Linked DNA regions of Danio rerio: regions 1 and 2 are each linked to region 3. Evidence: chromatin contacts called from public Micro-C data. All regions are on one chromosome and are shown on one strand. The core of a region is the stretch at or near the end of the contact, and the rest is flanking DNA. Distances in the headings are between cores, read along the strand shown.

Region 1 (3,163 bases), core at 134-2,633, 340 kb after region 3:
TATCAACTGCGAATTGTTTGCATATTATACATATGATATTTTGTGTAATAATAATGATTTGTGATTTTTAATAATGATTACACTGAACAAAAAAAATAAATAAATAAATGCTGGGTTCCACACATTTCCTTCATGTTGTCTTAACACAAACCAATTAAGTTAACTTCAAATATATCTTGGTTAAATATAAAACAATTTAGACGTCAAAGAAAATAAATAAATAAATAAATAAATAAATAAATAAATAAATAAATAAATAAATAAATAAATAAATAAATAAATAAATAAATAATAATAAGTTGTTTGAACTAGCTGCAACATTTTTTGTGTATATTCTCAACATGCATTTATAAAAAGTAAACAGTGCAGTAAACAATAGCACAATTAATTCTGAATGCTTGCATATCCGTACACTACTTGCATTTATTATGTTGTATATAAGTATAAAATTATTACAAATAAAAACAAACAACATACTTCTATATTAAATTATGCATCATTCTCTTGACATATAAATTTTAACTTTAATACATTTAAATAAAATTAAATTTAAGAAAAAGAAAAAAGAAAGAAACACATTTTGTCTGGGCTATAATTTCTTTCCATAAGTACAAATAGATTATATATTTGTGAAATTTGCTTCAGATTTATCTAATATGAAAATACGCTTTCAACATTTTACTTTTTAAGTTATCAAGTCATTTAATTTACGCTGTCAAAATTTTATAACTCTAAAATATATTTTAATCATTTACATAGATAGGAATTACTTAATATATATACGAATAGTCTTTTATATGTTAATGCTACTTCAACAAAAAGATGATCAGAAGCCTCAAAAACTAACAATGAATAAACCATGACATACACACACATTAATTCATGTTGTGTTTATTAATATATTATTGTTATTCAATAAAAGTCAGGCTAACACACAGCTTTGAGAAAGGCATGTCACAATTTTTGTTCTCAATATCTAAAATCATTATTCCACAGTTTTCCCCTTATAGCCTGTAGCACAAGATAACATGCGATTACAACAATAAGTAAAACAAATGCATTTGTGTATCCAATATTTTCATGGTTACCTTGTTCAGTCAGAAGTAAGAGAGCAGACAGCAGTGTTGTTGACTAGTTCTCCTTCAGCTAAACCAGCATACACTCATTTAATCCCAGACCGCAGCACTAAACTACTGTACACACACACACACACACACACATGCACTCGCTGCAGCTGTGATGAAGTCATCTAGAGGTCTCGACACGCTTTCGTCTAGAAATCATCTTCAAATGTTTGTAGACTGGTGTCCGCAATACAGTTACAAGACTAGTACTGTACAAAGCCTCTGGCGGAGTCACAGCTATTTATGGTTGCTTAATACCACAAATGGTGTTGCAAGTACCTGCAAAAGCCATGTACTCATAAATCAGGTTCTGTGGATCCATCTGGTGTGTGCATGTGCGTGGAAAAGGAAACAAAAGAAGAGAAAAGAAAAGAGAATAAAGGAGAAAAGAAAAGGCTATTTATTTCTCTGCATTTAAAAAAACTTTTTTTTTAATCCCACATTTTTGGAATGCAATAGTTTATGTTTTGCCATTCTGAAGAAAACTGTTTGCTTATTAAATAATTTATTTAAATTATTTGGTGGAATCAAACAAATATTTATTTATTTATTTATTTATTTATTTTAAATAAGTGACTAAATACTAATTACATCATTAAAATTGTATTTTTATTTTGTACTTATGCAAATTGTATACAAGAAACAATCACTCATTTTCTTTTCGGCTTAGTCCCTTTATCAATCTGGGGTTGCCACAGTGGAATGAACTGCCAACTTATCCAGCATATGTTTTACGCAGCAGATGCCCTTCCAGCTGCAACAGAACATAATCAATAAATGTATATTTAAATTACTTTTTAATTATTTTGTCTGAAAGTTATTCTGCATATTTATGTGTATACAAATATGCAGGAAAGGAAAATAGGATTCCCTATTTTCCTTTCACTCTTGTTTACTCAACTTTAGAAAACATCAGCTGCACTGAGCTAAAATTATTTGACAGCAATACAAAAAACATTTAGTTGGGCTAACATAAGATTATTAGTTTTATGGAGAGGTGAACTTCTCTTAACAAAACTGTTGTGCCAATTGAACTTTTTTTTTCTGCAGAACTAGAATGCCTGAAGTTGAGTGAAAAAAAAAATATATATATTCTTATTTCTTTTCTCAACATTTTTTCCCTAACCTTTAATTAATAGGACGGTAAAGAGTATAGACAGGAAAGCTGGGTAGTGAAAGGAAGGAGAAGGATCGACATGATACTTCAAGGTGGGAATCGAACTCGAGTCACAAAGATCACCGGAGCACCATGTGTCTACACACTAACCACTACACTATTTTTGATGTCGTGTACTCAACTTTTGAAAACATCTGTTGCACTGTCCCAAAATGTCTGAAGTTGAGTGAACAAAAAAAAAAAATTCTTGTGGAAATACTAAGAATTAATACATAATCACAACAAACAAACATAGCTCAATTAAAAAAAGAAACAGGAAAGCATGCTTCACATGTGAAACACTACAAAGCATTTTTCCCTGTTTGTCCTGCCATGTTTTGATCCTTGTCTTGTTTACCGTTATTGTTGTTTTACTTCCTGTCCTGTTTCTAATACTGTCTAACAAGTGTTTTGTTAACGTTTGTCTCTGTTTTATTTGATTATTTTTTTATTGAACAATGTTTGTTTGTGTAAAAAAAAGTTACAAATATTTAAAATGACTCTGCTTCTCTGAACTTATTTAAACAGAACTGTTGAATTTATGCACAGTATTTTAGGTATGTATATTTTAAGTTGTAAATAAATTACCTAAAAAGGAAAACTTATCATTTGATTTACTTTTTTCAGCAGAAAAGTTTTAAAATAAAAACACAGTACCTCACAGTTTCAGTTTTTATATAATTGTAAATCTGCATTAGCATTTCATGGCTTATAATTTCCTTTTGCAATTACCTTTACATTTATTTTTTCCTAGCAGAGGTGAAAAACAAAAAAGGATTTGCAATTTTGTCATTTTTCTCAGAGTTTACATTTTGTTTCACAAAAAAAAAAAAGAAAAAAAAAGTTTGCATTCTGCTATTCCAGAACTCATATGCAATTTGGG
Region 2 (2,870 bases), core at 325-2,824, 400 kb after region 3:
TAATCACAAAAGCAGCAGTAGTTTTTACATGTGTAGATTTATATATTGCTGCAGAACTGCACATCATGCCCTAAAGAGAAGATGCAAGCTGGCAACATGTCAAACTAGTATGTCACCACATTTCAAGGACAGAAAAAACAGACCGGTTATCATGTTGTTAATGTAAATTACAATTGACTTTTATTGGTCTACCACTTACTATGAAATTTCCCGTCTTTAAAGACAGCTATAAAAATTATTACAGTGTACTGTAAGCGCAACGTTTTCATTTGAGGAAAAAGCAACCATAAATCACCAACAAGACCAGTGAAAAAAAATCTGAAACTGAAATATGTCTTTCATTTTTTCCTTTTACTTTCTAAGTGCAAAAGACAGTGACGGTTATAGTGGAAAAACTAAACAAGACAAAAAAAAAAATTAAACTGCACACAGAAGAGTAAAGAATTTAAGCATATCGGTTTAAAAAAAATAAAAAGTAAATAAAATTAAATTAAAAATATTTATTATTATTTATAATTATTTAGATTTGTATTTGCATGAAATTTGCAAAAAGTGTCATGCATTCTCGCGTTTATATTATGTTATAATATGTTTAGGCAACCCAAGGAAGTTGTAAAAAATTATATAACCAATTAGACATGACAGCATATGCTGTTAGTTCATTTTAACTTATTAAACTAAGTTCATCATGTTCTAACTTAATTCTATAAGTTACGCAAGCTGTTTTAACTCAGTTTAACATAATATAAGTTCAATGGACTGGTTAATTTGATTTAGCTTAAAAAAATAAGACAACCAGGATTTTTTTTATAGTGTAAGAAAAAACTTGGTGTAAATAGTAAAATTTGATGGAATAACTCATTTTCAATCACAACAAATTTATTGACCATATGAAAGAAAAGCCTTCAGACATTTATATTAAAAATCTTATTATGTATTAAAGTATATTATCATTTTAATTTTAAATCCATACATATATAAGTCCAATAATTCAGAGGAAACTGATCATTTTCGATTAATATTTCATCATAGATTTACAAACATAATATTACATTTTATTCATAAATGTAAATATTCTCCACACTTACAAATGATTTGTTTTTCGCACCATGACGTTCAATGTAAAATGCTGCTCCTCAAGCAAAACCAGTTGGGAGTCACTGATCTAAAGCTCTGGGTATGCAAGTATTGAAGAATCTCTTCATGGTTATCATACCCCATCTAGTGGCTGAAGCCGGTTAAAATGATAATCTAAAAATCACAGAAGAGCCCGAAACCTCTCTCTCTCTCTCTCTCTCTCTCTCTCTCTCTCTCTCTCTCTCTCTCTCTCTCTCTCTCTCTCTCCCCCTCTTTACTGAAAACCTCCTTACGCAAGCATGAGGAACAGAGCCAAAGATCATTTGTCAGTCAGAAACCTATCATTACAAATGCAAGTCAAAAAAAAAAAAAAACAAACTGCAATACAAAAAAAACTTTTACTTCTGTAATGCGTGATTCCTTGGAGATAAAATATCTATTCCAGTCCAGCTGTTTGTATAATAAACCAACAGCACACAGTATAAATGTAGCAGACTGAATGGATCCTGCTGTGTGTACAGCTGTGATTCCTGACCGTAAATATGGTTCATGTTATGCAGATATAAAGATGTAAGAATGTGTGAAAGCGCTGCCCCATATTGCCCCCTTGTTTCACGATGCCATTATCCGCCTGAAAACGGATCCCCGGTGAGCTTCTTCTGCGTTTTCCCTCTCAAAGAATAAGTGCACAAAATCGATCTCAGGTCTTGCGAGCGAAGCTGCGTCTTATAAGGTTACAGATGGGAACATTTAATTCACGTCTAGGGGCAATTGGCACACACATGCTAGTGAAAGAGAATATCTCTTTCCCAGAGAACCTGTGCTCCAGAAGTGCTCCACCTGTTCCTCGATGCATTTTTTGCTGTCTTTTTTTTCGGGTTGAAATAAACATCTGTGTGTGAGATGTGGCCTTCAGAATGACCGACACTCAAAGAATAAAATCCTTGGTCTAACTGGAGACACATTTTCATACACTTGAACAATGCTATTTCAACTTAATTTAGCCAAATTAAACCCAAGCCAAAAAATCATTTAGAACTTGAAAAAATCAACTTGTACAAAGTTTACTTATTTGAGCAAATCTTAACCATGGCAGCCCCACCAAAAAAAAGGATTGCAGTTCTTAACTCCTAATGTCCCTATAGTTAACACACTCAATGCATTTTTTTCCAACACATACCATAATTTCTAAAATATCAACCTCTACTAAACGGTTGGTTGATATGTTGGTTTATGGTAAAAGAAAATAATTAATGCATATACAATGAAACATTTGAAAATTTGAAGTGTAAGACCAATTTATTTAAAAACTTAAAACTAAACATCTCTAAATACTAAATCATCTTTATTTTTATTAAATATGCCATGAAATATTTCAGATTCTTATTTAAAATGTTTTTTTTTTTTTTTTTTTTACAACAAAACCAAAATCAAGTGAATTAGTGCAAGATGATTATTTTATTTTATTTTAATGTAAACCAACAATGCTGTGTGTGTAAACCATTCATTCTTTGAATTATTTTAACAGTCAACGTGCTAAAGTGATAGTTCACCCAAAAACAAAATGCTGTCATCAATTATAGTAATACCCTTTCACTTGTTTTAAACCTCTTTGAGTTTTTTTTTCTTTTTCTGTAGAACACCAAAAACTTAACTATTGACTTCCATAGTATTTGTTTATCATATGTTACAGGTTTTCAGCTTTCTTAAAACTATCTTTTTTGTAGTTGATATACTAAAGAATCTAATAAAGCTTTGGAACCTCTTGAGTGTGAGTAAATAGTGAGCACATT
Region 3 (3,224 bases), core at 494-2,993:
ATGAAATACAAAGTGTAGCGCTATGACATTATCCATGCAAAGTACTACTTTGGAGAGTTAACAAGAAGAGCAAACATTACATTAACTCTATGCAGGACACTACATAGCATTAATTAAAAATGAAAATAGGCCTATGTGTTGATTCCGGTCTGCCACGCTTGAAGAGTTAAAGTAATCAAGTAATCAGTCGAATATTTAAGATAGGATTATGAGGATTATAAAAATAAAACCGCTAGTACACTAGAACACAACAGTCGGAGAATGTGTTAGCAATTAGACACAATATACATATATCGAACACAGTTATAATTATGATAGTAATAATAATAATAATACAGTTATTAATAGTATTTATTATTATTAAGTTAAATTAAATTTAAAAGACTCAGTTCAACCACTTCAAGTTAACACAAGCGAAAACAAAACAAACCAAAAAATGCAGTGTAGCTATATACCTAAGCGTGTAGGCTACATCAATTCAGCCCTGCTGCGATCGTGCGTTAAAAATTCTAACAAATTGTAGGCTACCTCGATTTTACCAAATATTGGGCGTTTAGACACGTTACTTTATAAACAGTGAAAATGTAAAGCTATTTGGCAATTTAATGATTCCCACATTGCATGAAGTTCCATAAAACATATAAAAACCATAAAACGCGTGTTTGCCACATGGACAAATTTAGAAGACTAGTTTTTACTTAATGTCTACAAATCGGAAGAAATTAAACAGTATTTTTTCTTACTCTTCTTCCGTTTCTTTATATTTTCGTATTTCTCTAAAATGTCATGCCTTCCACTCATGTGCATGTTAAGTTTATATATTATTGCATGACATTAATATGAAATTAAGTTAAAAAAAAGTTAAATCCTAAAAAAGTTTAAATGTTATTAAAATATCCACGAACCATCTCACGCCTCGCAAAACAGACTTTAAACCCGGTTTGACAACTGCATACCTGAATTTTTAAGATGCATTATGCACATTAGCAATCCATAATGGGATTGAACTCTGCTAATTTAATGAGTAGTTAGAGGGTAATAAACTCTTGTAGTCATAAGACAGACAAACAGAGCTGAAATATTGTCTGTGTCTAATAAGCCTTATCCCTGACTCCTGGCCAATAGAGAAAGAGAGTCTCTCATCCCTAAACTAATCACAAACCCATCGGAGAAAATAAAAACGTGGAGAGACAATGTAGAGGGGGGTTAAGCAGGCCCACCGAACTGCTAAAAAATTAGACCTGCAAAAGTTAAATATAAACCGTGACTGTCATTTGAAAGGATTTTCCTGACATAATTTCATTGACTGCACCTAGATGTTTGGACAACACTCCGCTTTTACGCATCATATTCATGCACAAATCAGCATGTGTAGCTTTCCATCTGAACGTGCATTGATTAAGAACTGAGGTGCTGTACTAAGAGGGTGTAAAAGCGTCGTTAGGCTCTGCGTGCAACACAAATACATGCTGAAGTACCTCGAGTCTCTCAATGGGATCAGCTGCGTATGTAAATTACTCCACAGCACTGTTTCTGGGCGAATCCGTTCCGTTTTGCTTGAATCCGCCTCTCCGTGCTCGTTCGTATTGACGCACTTAAAGACTCTTCCCTCAACCTTAAGGCGAGCGGCAGCGACCAATCACCAAGCCATTACAGGCTTCAGAGGAAACTGTTTATGTGACTCCAGAGCTAATTAGGCTCATGAACTAACAAATCGCTAGCACAACTGGTGAGGAACCGATCACATTCATGGATTGTCTGGAGAAGTCGACTACCTCTCCCACGATGTGTTGAGCTGTGCGCTTTTTCAAGATTTTTTACCCTTTCTTTAGCAGTCAATAACTTGTCTCTTGCTAGACAAAACTTTGGTCTTGGGTGTGGAGTATTTTTTAGTGCAAACGCGTGTGCCGTTTTCACTTAAACTGGGGAATCTTGACTGGTAAACTATGTTTCAACCCACACCGAAGAGGTGTTTTACCATAGAGTCTTTGGTAGCGAAGGATAATCCTTTGCCATCGTCGAGATCCGAGGAGCCCATACGACCAGCGGCTCTCAGCTATGCAAACTCCAGCCAGATGAATCCATTTTTAAACGGCTTTCACTCCAGCGGCAGGGGCGTCTACTCAAACCCGGACTTAGTGTTCGCTGAGGCTGTTTCACATCCTCCCAACTCCGCCGTCCCAGTCCATTCAGTACCTCCTCCTCATGCTTTGGCTGCTCACCCACTGTCGTCTTCGCACAGTCCGCACCCTCTTTTCGCAAGCCAGCAAAGGGACCCTTCAACTTTTTACCCGTGGTTGATACATAGATATAGATACTTGGGTCACAGATTTCAAGGTAAGTTTATAATATTTTATTCGTCATTTATTTTGACCAGTTGTACGGAGAAAAAAAGGCCACACGGCCCTGGGACGCGGCAGCTTTCCATCGATAAATAACTAAAAGTTCTTAATTTTATAGAAATGCTGAAATGAATGCTATCGAAAAAACTTTAGAACCATTTTATTATATCGAAATTTCAGCTAATGTTGTGAAGTTTTTGCTTTTTAAAACGGTTTTAGCCTATTCATTTGCTGAAAGAAAGAAACCTGGCATTAATCCATTTACAAACATTAACCTAGTTTAAAACTTATTATCTCGTTACAACGTTCATATATATATTTTTTTATTTATTAAAATAATTAGATAATTTAACAGACTTTGTTTTTGTGCTAATGTTTTTTTAAATAATGTTAGGCTACATATCGAACATTATATTGCCTAATAGTTAAATATATATGAAAATTGTAAATTAGGAATAATTGAAGCAACAAATGATTTTAATTTAACGCAAGTTTTATTTGCGTCCAGTTTTATTTTTCCCCTCGTAAATAACAATTTCGCCATAATCGGAAAGTGCGTCTCGGTCCTTAATGGTGTAAAATTGTCCTATTATTCACCGCAAGAACGAACATTGATAATTATAAAAGTGAATACCTTTGATATCATGCTAATGTTTATGCATTGCCTACATATTACAATGTAAATACACATGCATAATGCACAGATTGTTTTTTTTTCTTCTTTTTTTTGCTTAGCCTATATTTTATATACTTATATATTATTCTTTTACTATAATAATTCGATAATATTTGAGAAAACATTCATCACTCTAGTAGATCTGAAACAACCGCAGCGAAAACCTTATTTTAGCCTACTACAGATAAAGGCACTCAAGGCTGCTG

The links. A called contact is a pair of places that touch in the nucleus more often than the background predicts.
Region 1: a Micro-C map of caudal fin shows a contact between it and region 3, with 2.9 times the contacts expected there. The contact joins the enhancer-like site here to the promoter of emx2 in region 3. A contact is called at or near these places in 1 of 18 Hi-C or Micro-C datasets (caudal fin) and 1 of 4 datasets of contacts at active chromatin or transcription factors (caudal fin).
Region 2: a Micro-C map of caudal fin shows a contact between it and region 3, with 11 times the contacts expected there. The contact joins the enhancer-like site here to the promoter of emx2 in region 3. A contact is called at or near these places in 7 of 18 Hi-C or Micro-C datasets (caudal fin, embryo, hematopoietic stem cells and 2 more) and 2 of 4 datasets of contacts at active chromatin or transcription factors (caudal fin and embryo).

The regions. Positions count from the first base shown.
Region 1 is chr13:22,781,923-22,785,085 of GRCz12tu, forward strand. No RefSeq gene overlaps it. Among named protein-coding and RNA genes, the nearest start is that of rab11fip2, 24 kb to the left of the region's middle. Within about 2 kb of position 1,384, at least 2 of the 62 cell types and tissues checked have an H3K27ac peak or open chromatin away from gene starts, as enhancers often do. A contact at or near this core is called in caudal fin, where this site is marked.
Region 2 is chr13:22,835,932-22,838,801 of GRCz12tu, forward strand. No RefSeq gene overlaps it. Among named protein-coding and RNA genes, the nearest start is that of fam204a, 75 kb to the right of the region's middle. Within about 2 kb of position 1,575, at least 2 of the 62 cell types and tissues checked have an H3K27ac peak or open chromatin away from gene starts, as enhancers often do. A contact at or near this core is called in caudal fin, where this site is marked.
Region 3 is chr13:22,437,534-22,440,757 of GRCz12tu, forward strand. It overlaps emx2 (empty spiracles homeobox 2), which reads left to right and starts at 1,744. Exons shown (of 3, transcript NM_131280.2): 1 at 1,744-2,337. The coding sequence starts at 1,947.